Linked DNA regions of Gossypium hirsutum: region 2 is linked to region 1. Evidence: chromatin contacts called from public Hi-C data. All regions are on one chromosome and are shown on one strand. Each heading gives the region's core, a stretch centred on a gene start, on an enhancer-like site or on the middle of the called end of the contact. The rest is flanking DNA. Distances are from core to core; before and after follow the strand shown. Region 1 holds the start of LOC107926782. Region 2 has its middle 19 kb from the start of LOC107926839.

Region 1 (5,434 bases), core at 1,743-4,242:
ATTAATAATATTTATAAACTCACTCATCGAATTTGTAGTCCCCAAATCACTGTTTTCAACACCATTAGAAAACGGATCATTACAACTTTTCCCCTTTGGAAAATTTCGAGGATGAATTTTCTTACCTAGAATAAGATTAGTTACTATAAATTCATATCCTTCTCTATCTTCCAAGACAAATATATATCCTTTAGAATCTAAATTACATGTTTCAACTGTCTGTCTTTTGTGCCAAAGCTTTGTGAATTTCGGATACATATAACTCGACTAGTTGTCAAACGAATAATCTGTCCTAACCAGAATAAAAATGAGCCATTTTCATTAGTCTAAATGCATAATTCATCAACTCGCCTTCATATCCCATCAAACTATAACAAACTGTAACAATTCAGACAACACTTGATATTCAACTTTGACATACTAGATATCTTGATATAAATTTCACATTTTAATCCAAGCTATAAACAACTTTTTCTCAAGTCATTTCATAGTTTATCAAATTTGACTAAAACAACCAGACACTACAATAAACCTCTCATAAGATGTCTCGTATAATATCAGAGTTGTTCCGTACATTTTTTTTATTTCAGAAATATAACTATTATCACTATCCATATTGTATTAGTGATTTGATTATTCTGAATCTATTTCAGTTTAACTAACAACTTCAAATTCTTTGAAAAATTAACGGTTTAATTCTTATCTTTGTACTAAAAAACGAACATCATTCAAGGTTACCTGTGTAAAACACTACTATCGAAAATGAATTTCTTTCCAAATGTATATTAATTTTGAATCGAAGCTTTTGTCAAAAGAGTTTCCAACAAGACAAAACTTTGTTGATACTTATCTGATCAAGGAAATTTAACAATTTCTTGTAATAAATCCGTCCTTGGCAATACAATCATTGAACAAGATTCTTAACGAATCATCTGTCGAAATGTGGCTAAAAGACTTGATTTGCCAGATCCATTAATGCTGTGACAATACTAGATAATCTGAAAAGCATAATCTACACTCGTAGTGTTCATAACAGATTTTGAATGCTACCTTCAGCACATCTGCATCTTTAACTGACAACTGATAGTAACCAGATCAAAAATTTATTTTCAAGAACACTATAACACTTTTCAGCTGATCGTACACATCTTCAATACTAAACAACGAATTAAACTCGTTTTTCTTTTTATCATGACGTATTTAACTGTTGGGCTAGGAAGATGACAGTGCAAGGTAAGAGAGAGATCGAAGTATGATCTACTTGGAGAGTAACAAGAAAGGACAAGTATGGCTTGTCTGAGAATGCGGGTAAATGGGATAGTCAAAGGATCCACCAACTTAAGAAGATAAGAAAGATGAGTAAAAATATATGAGTTTGCAAATTTTGGTGAGTAAACTCGATTCAAAGGTGAAAATAGGAAGATTAAGCAGAACCTAAGTTTAAGGGGTTCACAGGTAAAAAGACAGCCTAGGCGAGTAAGTCCACCGGGGTTCACTTGGGAACAATGATAGCATAATGGTATAATTGGTAGAGTTTATCAGAAACCTATAGAGAGGAAGGACGTTTGACCAGGACTAAATAATGCCAAATAGACTGCATAGGGCTAATAGGACAAGCGTTCGATAGGGACTACCCTGGGATAGATAGTTCATCAAGAATAGCGGAGGGTAAGGATATGAAATCTGATGAATTAAGTAAACGGAAGACAACCAGTGGTAGACAATGGAATTTACATCCAAGGTTGCGAGTCAAAGGGGAAGTTAAGTTTGTTAGGTAGTAAGGGAAGTTGGGATGAGGCAGAATAAAATCTGTACCATACAGGACCGTTATCGTAAAAGAACATGCTTATGTTTCAGATAGAGAATAAGTCCGTCAACAGTAAGCCGCGGGAAAATGGGGAGGCATCGACCTCGGTGAAGAAATCTTTGAAAGGATGATCAAGGAGTTGAAATCTCTACTTAATACTTTGTTCTTTAAACTTTATGAATTATTGCAGTAGTGTCGTCTTGCATATTCTCACTAAGCTCATTTGGACTTGCAAATTTAATATTTACTCGCAGGATAAAGTTTTAACTCGAGAATCAAGTGGAGGAACCAAGCCATACATCATCAGTTTGTGGGAAGGGCGTGATTGTCTTTTTTATGTATGGAAGGGCACTCCTTAGAGGCTACACCTCGAGAATTAAATTGGATGTATTAATGTTATAGACTTAAATCAAAATGGCGAATAATGTCAGAAGAGTACCTATATAGTGAAATTGTAAGAATTCTAAAGTTTGTTTGAAGTGGGTTATGGTTGAAGTTAAATTTTGTAAAATGTGGAAATTAAAACATTTAAATAGGATAGTTAAGGAGATCTGTTAAGTTACATGTGGGTTGTGACATTCAATACTCAGACCAGTTGATTGGATTAGGTATAAGGTGTTACAGAGAGCGAAAGAAGTGCCCAGTAGAGGTTGAGATTAGTGTTGAACTGCCTGACTAGGGTTGAGATGTGACTGCAATATGAGTTGCACAGGTGGTTAATTTTGTGTTTTGGTTGAAGGAAGCTCCAGGTTAGGGTTTTTTGGGTGAGCATGAATTTCAATTGAAGAATAAGTCATGGTACGATCCACACTCACCGCACCAATTGTTGATATTGGTATTCAACAAGGAGAAGTTGGTGGTTGTTTAGAGGTTGGTTCACTTGGAACAAGTGAAGAGCTGGAGAAAGGGATTAGGGATGGAGAAATGAAGGTAGGAAGACTTAAGGGTTGTCTGGGCTATCAAGAAAAGTGCTTAAGGGGGAAGAAAATCTTTCTTTTTGTGTGATGGGATACATATAAAAGAATATCATGTTATCATGTAATACCATGTGACCGAAAATACGGATGGTGGTCCACTCCATGTAGGTCTAAATATGTCAATGTAGTGGATTCAAAGGTGCCATAAATACATATGTTTTGAAGTGACGTCTATAGATGATGCTAAAGTTACATGATACAACACATTAGACTAATGGTTCATCTCATTGTTTGAGCAGTGTTATTCTTTTGCTTTTTGTAATTACAAATAACCCAATCTTTCTCATCCAACTTCAACTTCAACTTCAACAATTTCTTCTTTCATCTCATTTTTATAGTAAATTTCTTCTTTGATCTCATTTTTCTAGTAATGGCGGAGTGTGAAGTTTCAACTGAAATAGTTGGGAAGATTTTGGAGTCAAAAGTTGGGTGAACTTTCAAAGAAGGCATCTTCCCCCTCTTTCATTTTCAAGGCGCCTCGTGAGCTGCGTCGGGTAAATGAAAGTGCCTTTGAGCCGCAAATCATCTCCATAGGCCCATACCACCACGGTAAACCTCATTTGGAAGCAATGGAAAGCCAGAAACTCCATTATTTAGATAGCACTCGCCAACAGCCCGAAGGTTTGGAACTCTACATCGACGTCTATATGTCCATAGAACAGTTTGTTTGGGATTCCTACGCGGAACATGATCTTAAGAAACGTGACGAATTTGGGGCGATTATAGTCCTCGATGGGTTGTTTGTTGTTCAACTCTTTCGCAAAGTCATGGATCCAAAATTGAGAGAAGAAAACGATGCCCTCTTCAAGCAGAATTTGAATCTATCTATTGTGGCAGAAGATTTGTTGCTGCTCGAAAAATCAACTTCCTTTTCGTGTATTAGAAATGTCCGGTAATAAGCTTGGGATTGATGGAGCAACTTTAAGAAAGGAAGCACTTATTTTCTTCTCAGAAACAGAACCACGGCAGATCGGAATGTTATATGAAGATGATCTTATCCCAATGTTATATAAAGAAGAAATTATTATCCGAAATGACGAGCATCTACTAGGCTTGGTGCACGATAATTGGATTCCACGACAACCACAACCAAAATCAGCTCCCTTCCATATAATAGAGACATCGGGCTTGGAGGAAACCAATTCGCAAACAAGTCTTTCTAAAAAAAGGCAGCAGGCCGAAGGAAATCGGAAGAAGTCTCCAGTCCGTAAAGTAAAGAGACGCGTACCACGGTTAGTCATAAGATCTGCAACGGAGCTGTCAGAGCGAGGAATCAAGTTCCGCAAAATTTCCGAATGTTGCTTGTTTAACATCCAATTTAAACGTGGAATACTTTATATTCCGACCTTGATAGTCGACCACGATACCGATCGAATGTTTCGGAACCTCATTGCTTACGAACAATTCAAACATGATATTAGCATCGTAAGGGATTATGCTAAATTCCTGGACTGCCTCATCAACTATGCCAACGATGTGGCTTTGCTATGCGACTGTGGGGTAATCGAGAATCGGCAAGGTAGCAACGAAGATGTGGCCAAAATGATTAACAAGCTTAACGAGTACGTTTATCTATGCACCGAAAACTTCCATTATTCCCCTATATTTATTGAGGTGAACAGGCACTGCGGTCGACAATTAACCTTATGGACGGTGAAACTGAGGCAGAAATATTTCAATGTCCCCTGGAGTTGGGTTCTCGCTTCCATTTCTGCTGCCACTCTCTTGCTCATACTTTCCTTTCTGCAAACTATATTCTCGGCTCTTTCTTATTTCAATCAAAGTGCAAGATGATTGTTCTTCATGCACTCATGCTTTTTATGTTTGGTTTTGGTTATTAATGTTTGGGGTTTGGCTTGTAATAATTCATTTTCGTTATGTTTTTTTCCAGTTTAGAATCAAACAAGTTTTATTCCTATATTTGTTTTTCTATTCGAGAAAATGAATGGTAAGGTGTACGTAGATTCTACAACTTGAATAGCCATTCATGCATTCCAACTTATCTAATTCAATTTGTTTAGTCTAATTGAGCCGCCTATGAGTGTTGCTGTCGAAATTAAGGGAATCTATATTTATTTTCCCACTCCTCAACTACTAAAGTCAATGTCTTTAGTTTGAAATACTGCCAATGAACGACAAAATCGTTTTAGGAGTTTTTTTTTTTTTGGTAGTAATTTTAAGAGGAATTTTTACCTTAACTGATACATCCACTACTAATTGTTTACATAATTTTTTAAAATTATTTTTATTTAAAAACTAAATATTAATTAATCAATTTATAATTGGCTAATTTATTATACTTTATTATTGAATTTACATGTTAGCGAATCTCGGATTAATCTAACCTACATAGAGATCTCTTAAGCTTCCTTAATACAATGAGAAATTGAGAGAGAAAATGAAAAACTATTTTTAACGACTTATATAATCGGCTTCCTCTCAGAAAAATCAACCTAAAAGCTAGTATTCATGCTTCGAAGCACGAGGGAAGTGAAAAGAACAAAGCACCCCTTGCTGGAGTCAGAAAATATTTTGAGTGTTGTCCGGATAAAATTGTATATTTTTATGATAAAAAAAATATAAATTTATCATTTTATTAGTCTATATTTTTATAATTTTTAAATAATTAAATTTTTCTTTTTTTTTCATT
Region 2 (5,434 bases), core at 1,425-3,924, 130 kb before region 1:
ATCCCATGGTTCAAAAGTTTGAGCTGGAAAGGTTAATCAAGGAGATGCTTCAAGCGAGTATCATTAGAGATAGTTGTAGTCCTTTTTCCTCTCTAGTGGTGATGGTTAAGAAAAAAGACGGGGGATGGAGACTTTGTGTAGATTATAAACAACTCAACCGGTTGACTGTGGAGGCAGTTTTCCAATACCAATCATCGAGGAGCTCTTTGACAGGTTAGGCCAAGCTAGGATATTTTCCAAGCTTGATTTGCAAGCGGGATACCATCAAATCAGAATGTTTGAATCTGACATTCCTAAAACATCTTTTTAAACTTATGAGGGACAATATGAGTTCTTGGTGATCCCTTTTGGCCTTACCAATGCTCCCTCCACATTTTAAAATTTGATGATATTTTGGTCTTCTCAACCAATTAGAGGGATCATTTGACACATATTCGTAATGCCTTCTTGATCATGAGACACCATAGACTCTTTGTTTGAAGAAACAAGTGCTGCTTTGGAATAGAACAAGTAGAGTATTTAAGGTATGTCATTTCTCGAGGGACTGTTTCCATTGATGAATCCAAGGTGGCGTGTGTTGCAAATTGGCCTTTTCCTACCACTGTGAAGGAATTTAAAGGGTTCTTGGGACTTTTAGGGTACTGTAGGCAATTTATTAAGGATCATGGTATCCTGGCAAGGCCCTTAACAGATTTGCTTAAAAGAATGCTTAGGATTGTACGAAATAGGCTACTTGAGCTTTTCAGTAGTTGAAAACATCCTTATGCTCTGCCTTGTACTTGTTCTTCCCAACTTTCAGCTAGAGTTTTGTATTGATACGGATGCCTCCAGTTTTGGGGTAGGGTTTTTCTTTAGCAGTTGGGCAAACCGATGGCCTATTTTAGCAAAGGATCGGCATGGAACATTAAGCCTTATCAGTCTACGAAATAGAAATGATGGCTGCTCGTTTAGCGGTTAAGAAATGGCATTATTACTTGATAGGGAGACATTTTAAAATTCGTATGAACCATTAAAGCTTAAAATTCTTGACTGAGAAGATGGAAGTTACACCCTTTCAACAAAAATGGGTTCCTAAGATGACTAGCTTTTATTGAGGTATTATATCGAAATGGGTCTGGAAACTCAGCTGCTGATGCTTTGTCCAGTTAGCCTGTTTTGCGTGATGGGCAATTGTTCCTGCTTACCTCTAGTGCTGTTAGCTCTCAACTGCTGTCTCATGTAGAAACATCTTATCAGTTGGATCCTAAACTATGGAAGTTGTGTGGTAAGGTCCAATAGTAGAACAACTCCCACCTAGAGTTTAGTTGGGATGGCATATTCCTTCGAAGGAAAGACATGATTGTGGTTAGGAATGTAGGCAGTTTGAAATAGGAACTCTTTAAGTTATTCCATGACAGTGTTCTCGATGGCCATTTGGGGGTTCATGCTACTATCAAGAGAATCAATAGTCAGTTGTATTGAAAAGGACTCACTAAGGACATCAAACAAGTGATACATGAATGCACCTCTATCAAAGAAACAAGATCGAAACTGTCACTCTTCCAGGTCTGTTATAGCCATCACCCATTCCCGAACAAGCTTGGTCTTCCATTGCTATAGATTTTATTGAAGGGCTGCCTTGCTCCAAAGGCAAAAATGTGATTCTGGTTTTCATGGACCACCTTACGAAGTACACGTATTTCATGGCTTTATCCCATCCTTACTTTGCTCTCACTGTTGTTCAAGTGTTTCTGGATAACGTGTACAAGTTACATGGCATACCCGATTCCATTAATTCTGATAGGGACAAGATTTTTGTTAGCCAGTTTTGGCAGGACTTGTTCAAGAAAGTAGGTACAAAACTCCACATTTCCACAACTTACCATCCGAAGACCAATGGAAAAACGAAAGTGCTCAATAAGTGTTTGAAAGGTTACTTATGTTGCATGACGAGAGAGAAACCATAGGACTCGGTCAACTGGTTTTCTTTAGCTGAGTGGTGGTATAACACCAGTTTCCACTCAGCTATTAAGTGTACTCCATATGAGGCCTTATATGGCCAATCTCTTCCTCTTCACACGCCATACTTAGCCGGGGTGTCTTTCGTGGCCACTATGGATAGGAGTTTGCAGTGTTGGGAGGCTGCTAGGTAGCTACTAAAATTTTATCTCAGAAAAGCTCAAGATAAAATGCGACAGCAAGCTGATAAGGATCGCACAGGTTGCGATTTTTACGAAGGGAACTGGGTTTATTTACGACTTTAGCTATACAGATAGCATTTGGTCAAAAAGGTGTTGAATAAAAAGTTGGCTCCCAAAATTTTCGAACCTTATTGGGTGGTCAGTAGGATTGGGAAGGTGGTATATAGATTCCAACTACCATAAGGATCGAGGGTCCATCCTACATTTCATATTTTGCAACTTAAGAAACATGTTGGTACTGCTCAGGTGCAACCAGCTCTTCGAGTGATGGACGACTAATGATCTTTGGCCAATGAACCTATTCGCATCATCGATGGACGAATGGTGAAATGTAGAAATGCGGCTGCAATAGAAGTTTTGGTTGAATGGACAAACTCTTTCATCAATGATGCTAATAGGGAACCTTTGAAGAAGTTGAAGATGGTCTATCCTCATTTCGATCCTTGAGGATAAGGATCCTTTCGTAGGGGAAGTAATTGTTATGGACCCATGAACCAGTTTGGGCTGAGACCAGTTGGGCTGAGATAGTGGGCCTAAGGGAATTGGTCAAACAGTGCGAAACATCAAGTTAATAAAATGGTGCGTTTTGTGCATGGCAATCTTATCGTATATTTTGTTGTTTTTTCTATTATTTTTGCTGTTATTATTTTCCCTATATTTTCACATGTAAGGGATGGAAATGTTCAAGAAGAGAATACAGTTGTAAAAATTATTCTCTCTCTCTGTTTGGTCTCTTCTTCTCTGTTCTTATTCTTCTTCAGTCTTCTAGATTTCTAGTTTGGTTTCTATCATTGTCACCACCCTTTCCCTCTTCTCTATTTCATCTTCCCACTGTCACCACCAACCCGCCACCCTAAAAAATCAAAAAAAAAAATCAACCCACAACCAACTCCCCATTCCTTCTTCTCTTTTTAATCCTCCCATTGTTGCCTCATTCGAAAATCAGAAGCCTGGTCTTCCAGCTGTTCGATGATATTGCTCAATCAAAAACCAAAAGCTGATCGTATTTTTCCGATGTGTTTCAAGCAAACCTGCTACTCTCGTAAGAATTCCTATTTCCCATTTTGCTTGATTTATTTTTGTGTAATTTCTTAGCAGTCAGACTGGATCCTTAATTTCCCAATCTGTCTACTCTTGTTATTTGGATCCTTGTAATTTTGTTGTTATTATTTTTTTAGTTTTACTAAAGCAAAAAATAATCTTATTTTATCTATCCAAATATAATATTATGATTTTATGATCATGAACAAAAAAAATTGTCGCTCCATTGTAAACTACAGCCACAACCACAACCACAACCACAATATCTTCGAGCCTGTTTTTAACCAAAGCATTTCCAGTAGAGGTTCCAATGGCTAAAGCAACAACTAAGATACTGACCCTTTGAGTTAAATTCGTTAACTCAATATAATCCTATTTTATCTCATTTTCACCATTATGTTTTATTAATGATTATCATGATCATTGTGAAAAAATAATTGTGATAAATTGCTGGTTTGAGAACAAGCAACCCGTGGCCACGTTACATATTTATCAATCCACCCAATGCCAATAAAAAGGTATCGTTAACTATTTTATTAAGCTATGAATTACACTATTTCTAGTAAAGCCATACCATACACAAGTCATGTACACAATATATTGGCTATAGACTCAATCATCTTTAGAGCATAAGTCTCCACTTTTATTAAAGCACATATGTTACATATGCATGGTCAGTGAATAACCCGAGATTTAGTTAAATTACACCATGAGTGTCACAAGTGAATTAATTCCCAAACAGATTCATAATTAATTCATCTTGGGTTTAGTATAATATATCATTCTTCCTATAAATGCATCTATGTCTCTACCCGTGGAGTCAACTGCTCCGATAGCCAAAACTAGTTATATCTTCAATTGGAATTGTAGACAACATAATAATCCTTATAAGTATTTGAATCAAATGCTCACTTTGATTCTTTTACGAGATTACAGACTCATTTAGATTATTTAATTAAGTAAGTTTTCTTTCTCGCAATGTAAACGTTCTTAAAATCCCACTTATCATTAGTTTGAACTTAGACAATCAATGATCTAATATTTGCTTGTCAAAATTTTGTTGCACACGCATTAGTAAAATAAATAAATATTAAATTAAAATATATTTAAATCACAAGATCGAACAAGAACAATATAAATTAACATATATTTATATAATAAAAAAAGAACAAAAATAAAGACTGGATTAAAATATTATACTCGTAGGTAGGTAGGAAAAATAGATTGGAAGTTGAGACCTGTTTTCACAGTTTCCTTAAGATAGATTCGACTGTTGCTTTGGTGCTGGAGAAACATTGGTCAATTGTATCTCAGGATATAACAAGAAAAAGAGCACAGTAGTAGCACGGCTACAGTGATCAACGGATAGTAGTCTTACCTTCGTCTATCACCAAAAATAGTTTGAAAAATATGTAGGGAAAAGATATCTCGAAATGTTTTTTGAAAACTTCAGTGTATCTCTTTTCATGTAGAATATTTGGTTTTAAATAAATTCAAATGGAGAACTTTTGGAAATCTTTGACTAATGGAGCCAAAATGTGTCCATGAATTAAAGAGCCATTGAAACCTAAATTAACGTTTGAATTAAAAGAGCTATTAACTATTTTTAATTCCAAACAGATAAGCTCTGCTAAGGAAAAAAATATTACGTATTGGGCTAAAATGTCTGTAGGCCTAGAAAGGCCCGACCAGTTTGGACATTTCACATCGCTCACATTGTGCGAGTGCGTCCCTAACCCTAGCGGGTTTGTATTTGCACCCCTCATACGCGCAAGGGAGAGTATTAGTTTTTTTATTCACTATCCACCAAGTTGGTTCACATTTATAAATATATTCCACACTTGATATCTAATCAATGTGGGACTTAGCTTTCTATTTTCCTCAACATAATTCATAAGTGGCTTAAGCATCAATTTCTCATTCATCACTCAACCATTTTGAGCATACGATATACCGTTGTAAAGGTCACATGGATTAGAATATAAAACCATAGTTTTAATTCAAATCTCCATCTTTATTAATCAAGAATATGCCTCAAAGCTTCCAAAAAATTCATGTTTCCAACAAATTTCGCTATAAATTCAAAATATGAAAGATTAAAATACAAAAGACAAAATAGTAAAATGTGAAATTTATTTATTCATCGTTACATAAAAAAATATGTTTATTGTAGTATGGACTCATTTCCCAAAGTTCTGTTTAGCACTTTGGTG

Evidence for each region. A called contact is a pair of places that touch in the nucleus more often than the background predicts.
Region 2: a contact with region 1 is called in a Hi-C map of leaf, with 3 times the contacts expected there. The contact joins the enhancer-like site here to the promoter of LOC107926782 in region 1. A contact is called at or near these places in 6 of 34 Hi-C or Micro-C datasets (all in leaf).

What each region holds. Positions count from the first base shown.
Region 1 is chrD11:58,030,761-58,036,194 of Gossypium_hirsutum_v2.1, reverse strand. It overlaps LOC107926782, which reads left to right and starts at 2,992. Exons shown (of 1, transcript XM_016857709.2): 1 at 2,992-4,782. The coding sequence starts at 3,670. The coding sequence ends at 4,578.
Region 2 is chrD11:58,162,076-58,167,509 of Gossypium_hirsutum_v2.1, reverse strand. No RefSeq gene overlaps it. Among protein-coding and RNA genes, the nearest start is that of LOC107926839, 19 kb to the left of the region's middle. Within about 2 kb of position 2,674, at least 1 of the 9 cell types and tissues checked has an H3K27ac peak or open chromatin away from gene starts, as enhancers often do. A contact at or near this core is called in leaf, where this site is marked.